Regions from separate parts of the Oryctolagus cuniculus genome. Here region 1 is linked to region 2. A link is a contact called in public Micro-C data. All regions are on one chromosome and are shown on one strand. The core of a region is the stretch at or near the end of the contact, and the rest is flanking DNA. Distances in the headings are between cores, read along the strand shown.

What was found. Hi-C and Micro-C count contacts between places; a contact is called where the count stands out from the background.
Region 1: a contact with region 2 is called in a Micro-C map of ear pinna, with 8 times the contacts expected there. The contact joins the enhancer-like site here to the promoter of ZFP36L2 in region 2. A contact is called at or near these places in 3 of 6 Hi-C or Micro-C datasets (ear pinna, psoas muscle and an unstated tissue).

What each region holds. Positions count from the first base shown.
Region 1 is chr2:159,671,217-159,674,833 of mOryCun1.1, forward strand. No RefSeq gene overlaps it. Among named protein-coding and RNA genes, the nearest start is that of ZFP36L2, 170 kb to the left of the region's middle. Within about 2 kb of position 2,060, at least 2 of the 8 cell types and tissues checked have an H3K27ac peak or open chromatin away from gene starts, as enhancers often do. A contact at or near this core is called in ear pinna, where this site is marked.
Region 2 is chr2:159,503,220-159,506,518 of mOryCun1.1, forward strand. ZFP36L2 (ZFP36 ring finger protein like 2) reads left to right here and starts at 1,411. Exons shown (of 2, transcript XM_008254731.4): 1 at 1,411-1,746; 2 at 2,265-3,299. The coding sequence starts at 1,696.

The sequences.
Region 1 (3,617 bases), core at 810-3,309, 170 kb after region 2:
CGCCACACTGGCTCCCGGCGCCTTCGGTTTTCTCAGAATAGGGAGTGAGGCTGGGGGGACCGAGGGAACTGCCCACAGCCGCATGGTGACATCTGTTTCCCCACAGCTCTCCCGGCCCCTATGGCCCTGAAATCTCAGGGAAGATTTGACACACGTCTCAACAGTGGGCAGCAGCTGGACTTTCCAGCCCCATTCCAGATGTGGGGCTGGCTGGCAGGGAGTTTGGCTTTGGAAAGCATCGGGGAGGCCAAGCGCCCCCTGAGACCCTTAGCGCTGCCTGCCCTGCCATGCACGTGTCTCCCTCCTCAGGGTCCTGGGTCTGGGCTTTCAGCGGGAGCTACAGAGTGCCTGTGCATGGGATTTGCACATGCGTGGCAAAGGCTGAGGGGACCAGGGAGCTGGCAGGCGGGAGCCCCACGGAGAACAAGAGGCCCGTGGGGCTGGGAGAGGGGCCAGGGCAGGAATTCAGAGGGGAAATGGACAAGGTGAGCTGGCGAGGGGTGCATGGGTGAGCGGACCTGGCCTCAGACGGAGCCAGGTTTGGATATGGGGCAGGCTAGGAGGTGCTGAGGGAGACGCAGGGGGCCCAGGTGAGGCAGCAGTGCTGTAACAGCAGGTGCCCAGCCTGGAGCCACTGGGAGGCCTGGTGCGTGGTGCCCATGGCTGCTCAAGCCCCAGACAGGACTGCTTGGCATCACAGGACAGGAGTGAGGGTCCCTCTGGGTGCCTCAGTAAGCAGCAGGAGGACCGAGAACGCCACTCGCTCTTGCTGGCCTGTGACTGCCCTTTTTGGTGGACAGAATGATGGCTCCCCAGAGAGGCCCACGCCCTGTCTCCCAGAACCTGTGAATGTGTGACCTGACAGGCAAAAGGACTCTGTGGACGAGATTATGTGTCGAATCTCGAGATGAGGGGATTATCCTGGATTATCGGGAGCAGCAAGTCATCACCGGAGTCCTCACGAGAGGGTCGGCGGCAGTGAACAGGGCGGCTTGAAGACGCCACGTGCAGCTGGCTCGGAGGGTGCAGGAAGGGGCCGCGTGCCCAGGAGTGCAGGCAGCCACTGGATGGGAGCTGGAAAAGCCAAGGAAACAGCTTCTCCCCTGCAGCCCAGGAGGAGCCCAGCCCTGACGATGCCTTGGTGTTAACCCAGTGAGGCTGATTTTGGACTTGTGGCTTCCAGAGCTGCATCATAACAAATGTGCATTGTGTTAAGCCAGTACGTTTGTGGTGCTCCGTTATTGTTGAAATAGGAAAGTGACACAGCTTCCCATCACATGCTGGGCTCCAGACTCTGGCCCGGTGCTCCATACAAGGGTTTTCAACACAACACAGGGGCCCATTGCCCCAGCTCTGGCTGAGCACTGTGCAGACCCTGGCAGGGGGGCCAGAGGAGCTGCTGCCGCCAGCCAGGCTCCTGGCCAGGGTTGGTTCTCCCATGGCCGCCACCTTCTTTGCTCACGGGTGAGCCAGCCCTGGACATGTTGTCTCCCCGTGGGCCCCGCCCTGCCTCCCCCTCCCCGACCCCTCGCTCTCGGGCTCTGGTCTCCCTCCCAACCAGGGGGACAGGGTCTACAGACTGCAGAGGAGCGACTCCGAACAGACGGCGCTCTGGAAAGCCTTGTCTCTGGGCGCTCAGGTCAGCAGCACCTGCTGTCAGTGGGGTTTTAACAAACAGACTGGGGGACTGTGCTGGGCAGGGGGCAGGAGACGTCCAGGCTGGGTCAGCGTGTGTGGGCAAGGGACATCCCCGACCCCAAGAATGTTGATTTCAAAGCACACCCCCACGCAGCCCAGCGTCGCCAATCCAAGCAGTGGCATCTATTCACAAACTCTACAGGCACCCACACGCACACAAACACACAGGCCCACGAGCAGTGCATCTGCAAGGAGAAGTCAGATACCACCCAACACAAACAAGCAGCTGTGCACAGGCACCCACAGACACTTTACACGCCCACAAATGCAGACGCGGCCGCATGCATGCCCACAAACACTGACACACCCATGCGCGAATACAGGCCGCCCATGCATGTAGACACCTGGACACCTGGCAGCTGGGCAGCAGGCCCAGAACGGCCCGTGGCTGCCTCCCCCACCAGGAGCCCTCCTGTGCTCTGCTCTGCTCTGCTCTGGAGACCTCTGCTGGTGGAGCCAGGCAAGGGCTACCAGGCCCTCCCCTTGGCCGTGGCGCCCAGCCAGGCTGGACTGAGGCTGTGGACAGAAGGGGAATAGGAGAGCAGAGGGGCCCGCAGGCCAGTGCCCAGGTGCTCAGCACCGCAGCTGCCGCTTGGCCCCCGGAACTCTCTGGTCTTGGCTCCAGTGTGGAAGGAGATGTTTCTTCTCTAAAAACCTCCCTTGGGCTCCTTGCCAGGCCAAGCCTGCCCAGTGCTGCCAGTGGGCCCTGCTGGTGTGCCTGGTGCAGAGGAAAGGGCCCTGTGCTGGCCGCAGGAGCAAGGCTCTCCACTCTCCCGCACTCCAAGAGCTCACGCTGGTGCCCCCGTGCCTTGCCCGGCCTGGGCTGTCTCCCAGAGCTGCTGGGCACACAGCTTCCCTCCCAGCCACCCGCTGGGTCTCTGACATGGTGTGTTGCAGCTCCCTATCCCAGCTCCACCTCCTAGATGTCCTCCTGGGTCCCACCCTCCTGCTGCCAGTGGCTCCTTCGCATTCTCCTGCAGGAGGTAGACAAAGTGAAGAATATAGGTCTTGGGAATAAGACAGGTGAGCCTGAACTCCCATCTCGGCTCAAAGGTGGGACTTCCTCGTTCGCCACAGACCTCTCCGGGAGCTAAGCTAGCTGCCCTCAGCCCCAGTGGCACCAGGTGGGGTGGACATGGTGATAGTCTGAGGGCAGGGGATGAAATGAGACAATGTACGTGTGCCTAGCACCAGGCAGCTGCTCAGGGGCCATCTTTACCAGGTACCCCAGCATCATAGGAATGAGAGGGAGACAAAGAAAACTGCCCAGGACTCCCATAAGGGATGCTTGGAGGCTCTGTTCTGATGCGCTACTTGTGATGGGGTGTCAGGGGGCCGGGATTTGGAGTGCTTTGTTCCCCAGTGGGTCCCATGTTGGAAGGCCGGCCTCCATATGGTGATGGGAGAGGTGGTAGAACCTATGAGAGGTAGGGCCTGGGGCAGGTGATTAGGTCACTGGGGGATCTCCCTTGGAAGGAGTTAATGTGGTTCTCATGGAACCCTGCTTAGTTCTTGGGAGAGTGGGTTGTCGTAACCAAGACCATCCCTCCCTGGTCTCTGGCTTCCTGTCTCTCCACCTCCCAAGTTGTGTTGCAGCCAAAGGGGCCTCACCAGAAGCTGAACAGATGGAGGCACACAATCTTGGACTTTGAGCCTCCAAACCTGGGTGCTAAATAAACCTCTTGTCTTCATAAAGCCTCTAGCCCCAGGCATTCTATTATAGTGACAGAAGTCAGACTGATACGGCAGGGGTCCCGAGGAGCAGGCCAGCACGATGACAGGCAGTCCCTCAGAGTGGGAAGAGGCTATGCAAGGTCTGGTTTTATCGAACTGGGGTCGGGTCAGGGCTGCCCAGGGAGACGGGGAGCTGTCCGTAGGGGCCCTCCTACCTGTCCACTCTCTCACTCCTCCGGGCGGAA
Region 2 (3,299 bases), core at 161-2,660:
GCAGAGCATGGGGAAGGCACACAGGGCCCTGAGCGACCCGCCTAGCTCGTTTTGTTCCAGGTTAACTGACACAATGATCACCAAAAGGAACGAACTTAGTGCGGACACAGCAAGTGGGGAGATCCACTCGGGGAGGGGTGGGGGCCAGGTAAACTTCCTTCCCTGAGCGCCCTGGACCTTCCAGCTAAGCGCGGCTGGGGTGCAGGCTGCCAGGTGGACGACAGCGCGGGCCTGGCCCCAGCTTTTTGGCAGCCAGTGCAGACTGAGCGAGAAGGTGCTTTCAGTGGCTTTCGCCTCTCGGCGCTGCGGGCGGGTGTCTGCCCCGTACCCAAACAGGGACGGCGCACCCTTCGGCAAACCGCATTTCTCAGTGCAAACTGTTGGGGCGTGGAGCTGAAGAGCGAAGGGGGTGCCCCACCGGGGCCGCAGGTCTGGCTCGGCCGGGGATGGGAAGTGGCCTGGAGCGCGCGACAGGCCCAGACTGCGCTGGGCGCGGACCCTCGGCGGCCGCGGCACCCCCAACGCCCCGGGAGGCCGGCGGGAAGCTACCTCCGCGCCTGCACGGCTCACCCAGCTTCTCCCCGCGTCCTCCGAGTCCGCTCCCCCGCCCGGGACGCCCCGCGCCACTCCACGCCTTTGGCCCCGGCTCAAGGTCTTGTGATGTGATTAGCAAAGCCAGCGCCTTGTCCTCAGACACTCAGCCCTGCCCGGCAGGCCCCGGCGCTCCAGCCCTGTTTACTGAGCCTGGGCGGGGAGAGGGGCGGAGAAACCAGCTCGGGAGCCTCCGGGCAAGACGGCGGCCGGCCGCCCGCGTGGCCGCTGCCGCCCCCACCCCCAACGCGTCGCTCCACGTGCAGCCCGGCCGGAGCCCCCGCCCTCCGTCCTGAGCACCCTTTGCAAACCAGACGGGCCTCGCGGACGGTTGGCAAGATTCGCGCATTTTGCAATTCCCGCGCCCAACACAAAACCCAGAGTAGCAGATAATAACTTGGCAAATCCGCCTCGCAGGAGCGGGCGGGGACAGACCCGTCCAGGACTGCAGAGCCCTGATCACGTTACACGTGCTGGGGCTTTCCACCACGGCAGCCCCAGCAGAGGGCGAGAGCCGCGTCCGCCGGCCGCCACCCACCCAGCAGCACCCAGCCCGGCCGAGCTCTCCGTGCCGCCCCGGGCGCCCCGGCGGCCGGCCCCGCCCCGAAGTCTCCCCGCTCCCTCCCCCCTCCGGAGGAAAAAAATTGGCGGCGGCCAATGGGAAGCCGGGAAGGCGCCTGACGTCCGCGAGCCGGCGGGCGGCGTTGCCTGGAGACCCCGGCGGGGTCAGCGCGGTGTCCCCGCCCCCCGCGCGCCCGCCCCGCCGCGGCCGGGCGCGCGGGCTCTATATAGGGCGCGCGCTCGCGGGCCGCCGAGTTCCAGCAGTCCGCGAGCTGCCGTCGGCTCCGCGCGGGGGGCGGGCCGGCACCCCGGGGCGCGGAGGAGCGCGCTCTGCTTCCCTCTCCTCTTCCCCCCCGCCCCGCTCCGCACTCCAGGGCAGCCCCTGCCCGGTCCGCGCCGCTTCTCCGCTCGCCCCGCGGCAAACTTTCGGCCCCTGCCCGCCCCTCGCCCGTTATTCGTCGTGGCTCGAGGCCGGCCGCGCCGCCCCGAGGGCTCCTCCCGACCTCCCCGCCTGCGGCTCCGACCATTACGGGACCCAGAAACATGTCGACCACACTTCTGTCCGCCTTCTACGACATCGACTTCTTGTGCAAGGTACGCGGGGCAGCAGGGAGGGAGAGGCGGGCGCGCGGGCCAGCGGAGGCCCCGGGCCGTCTCGGACGTGGCGCGTCTGCCGCCCCCGCGTCGGGGCGACCCCTCCGCGCCGTGACTTTCCCGGCGGGGAAGAGTCCCGCCGCTTGCAGCCGGGTGTGCTCGAGCCTTGTGGGCGGGGAGGAGCCGGCGGCGGCCACGCTGCCCGGGGCTTCCCGGACGGTGTTTGCGCCGCCCACCCGGCGGCCCGCGGGCTGCAGATCACATGTCGGAGCCCAGCGCGGCCAGGCTGGGCGGCCTCCGCCCTCGCCGGCCTTGCTCGCAAACTTGCTGCTCTTTTGCGCGTGTGTACGGGTGGAGGAGGGCGGAGGCCGAGGCGAAGCCTGCAAAAAAAAAAAAAAAAAAAAAATGGGGCGAAAAGGAGCTGGGAAAGAAGAAGCCAGAGGTTGGGGCTGACTGTGCAGCTAGCCTCCCCGTCCGTCTTTTCATCCCTTCCCCGCTCGCTCTCCCCTCCCCGGCAGACGGAGAAATCCCTGGCCAACCTCAATCTGAACAACATGCTGGACAAGAAGGCGGTGGGGACGCCCGTGGCCGCCGCCCCCACCTCGGGCTTCGCGCCGGGCTTCCTCCGACGGCACTCGGCCAGCAACCTGCACGCCCTGGCGCACCCCGCGCCGAGTCCCGGCAGCTGCTCGCCCAAGTTCCCGGGCGCCGCTAACGGCGGCAGCGCGGCGGCCGGTGGCCCGGCCTCCTATGGCACCCTCAAGGAGCCGTCGGGGGGCGGCGGCGGCGGCACGGCCCTGCTCAACAAGGAGAACAAATTCCGGGACCGCTCGTTCAGCGAGAACGGCGAGCGCAGCCAGCACCTCCTGCACCTGCAGCAGCAGCAGCAGCAGCAGCAACAACAGAAGGGAGCCGGCGGCTCCCAGATCAACTCGACCCGCTACAAGACCGAGCTGTGCCGGCCCTTCGAGGAGAGCGGCACGTGCAAGTACGGCGAGAAGTGCCAGTTCGCGCACGGCTTCCACGAGCTGCGCAGCCTGACGCGGCACCCCAAGTACAAGACGGAGCTGTGCCGCACCTTCCACACCATCGGCTTCTGCCCCTACGGGCCGCGCTGCCACTTCATCCACAATGCCGACGAGCGGCGGCCCGCGCCGTCGGGGGGCGCCTCCGGGGACCTGCGCGCCTTCAGCGCGCGCGATGCGCTGCACCTGGGCTTCGCGCGGGAGCCGCGGCCCAAGCTGCACCACAGCCTCAGCTTCTCGGGCTTCCCGTCGGGCCACCACCAGCCCCCGGGGGGCCTCGAGTCGCCGCTGCTGCTGGACAGCCCCACGTCGCGCACGCCGCCGCCGCCCTCCTGCTCCTCGGCCTCGTCCTGCTCCTCCTCGGCCTCCTCCTGCTCCTCCTCGGCCTCGGCGGCCTCCACGCCCTCGGGCGCCCCGACGTGCTGCGCCTCGGCGGCGGCAGCGGCGGCCGCGGCCGCGCTGCTCTACGGCTCCGGGGGCGCCGAGGACCTGCTGGCCACCGGCGCGCCCTGCGCCGCCTGCTCGGCC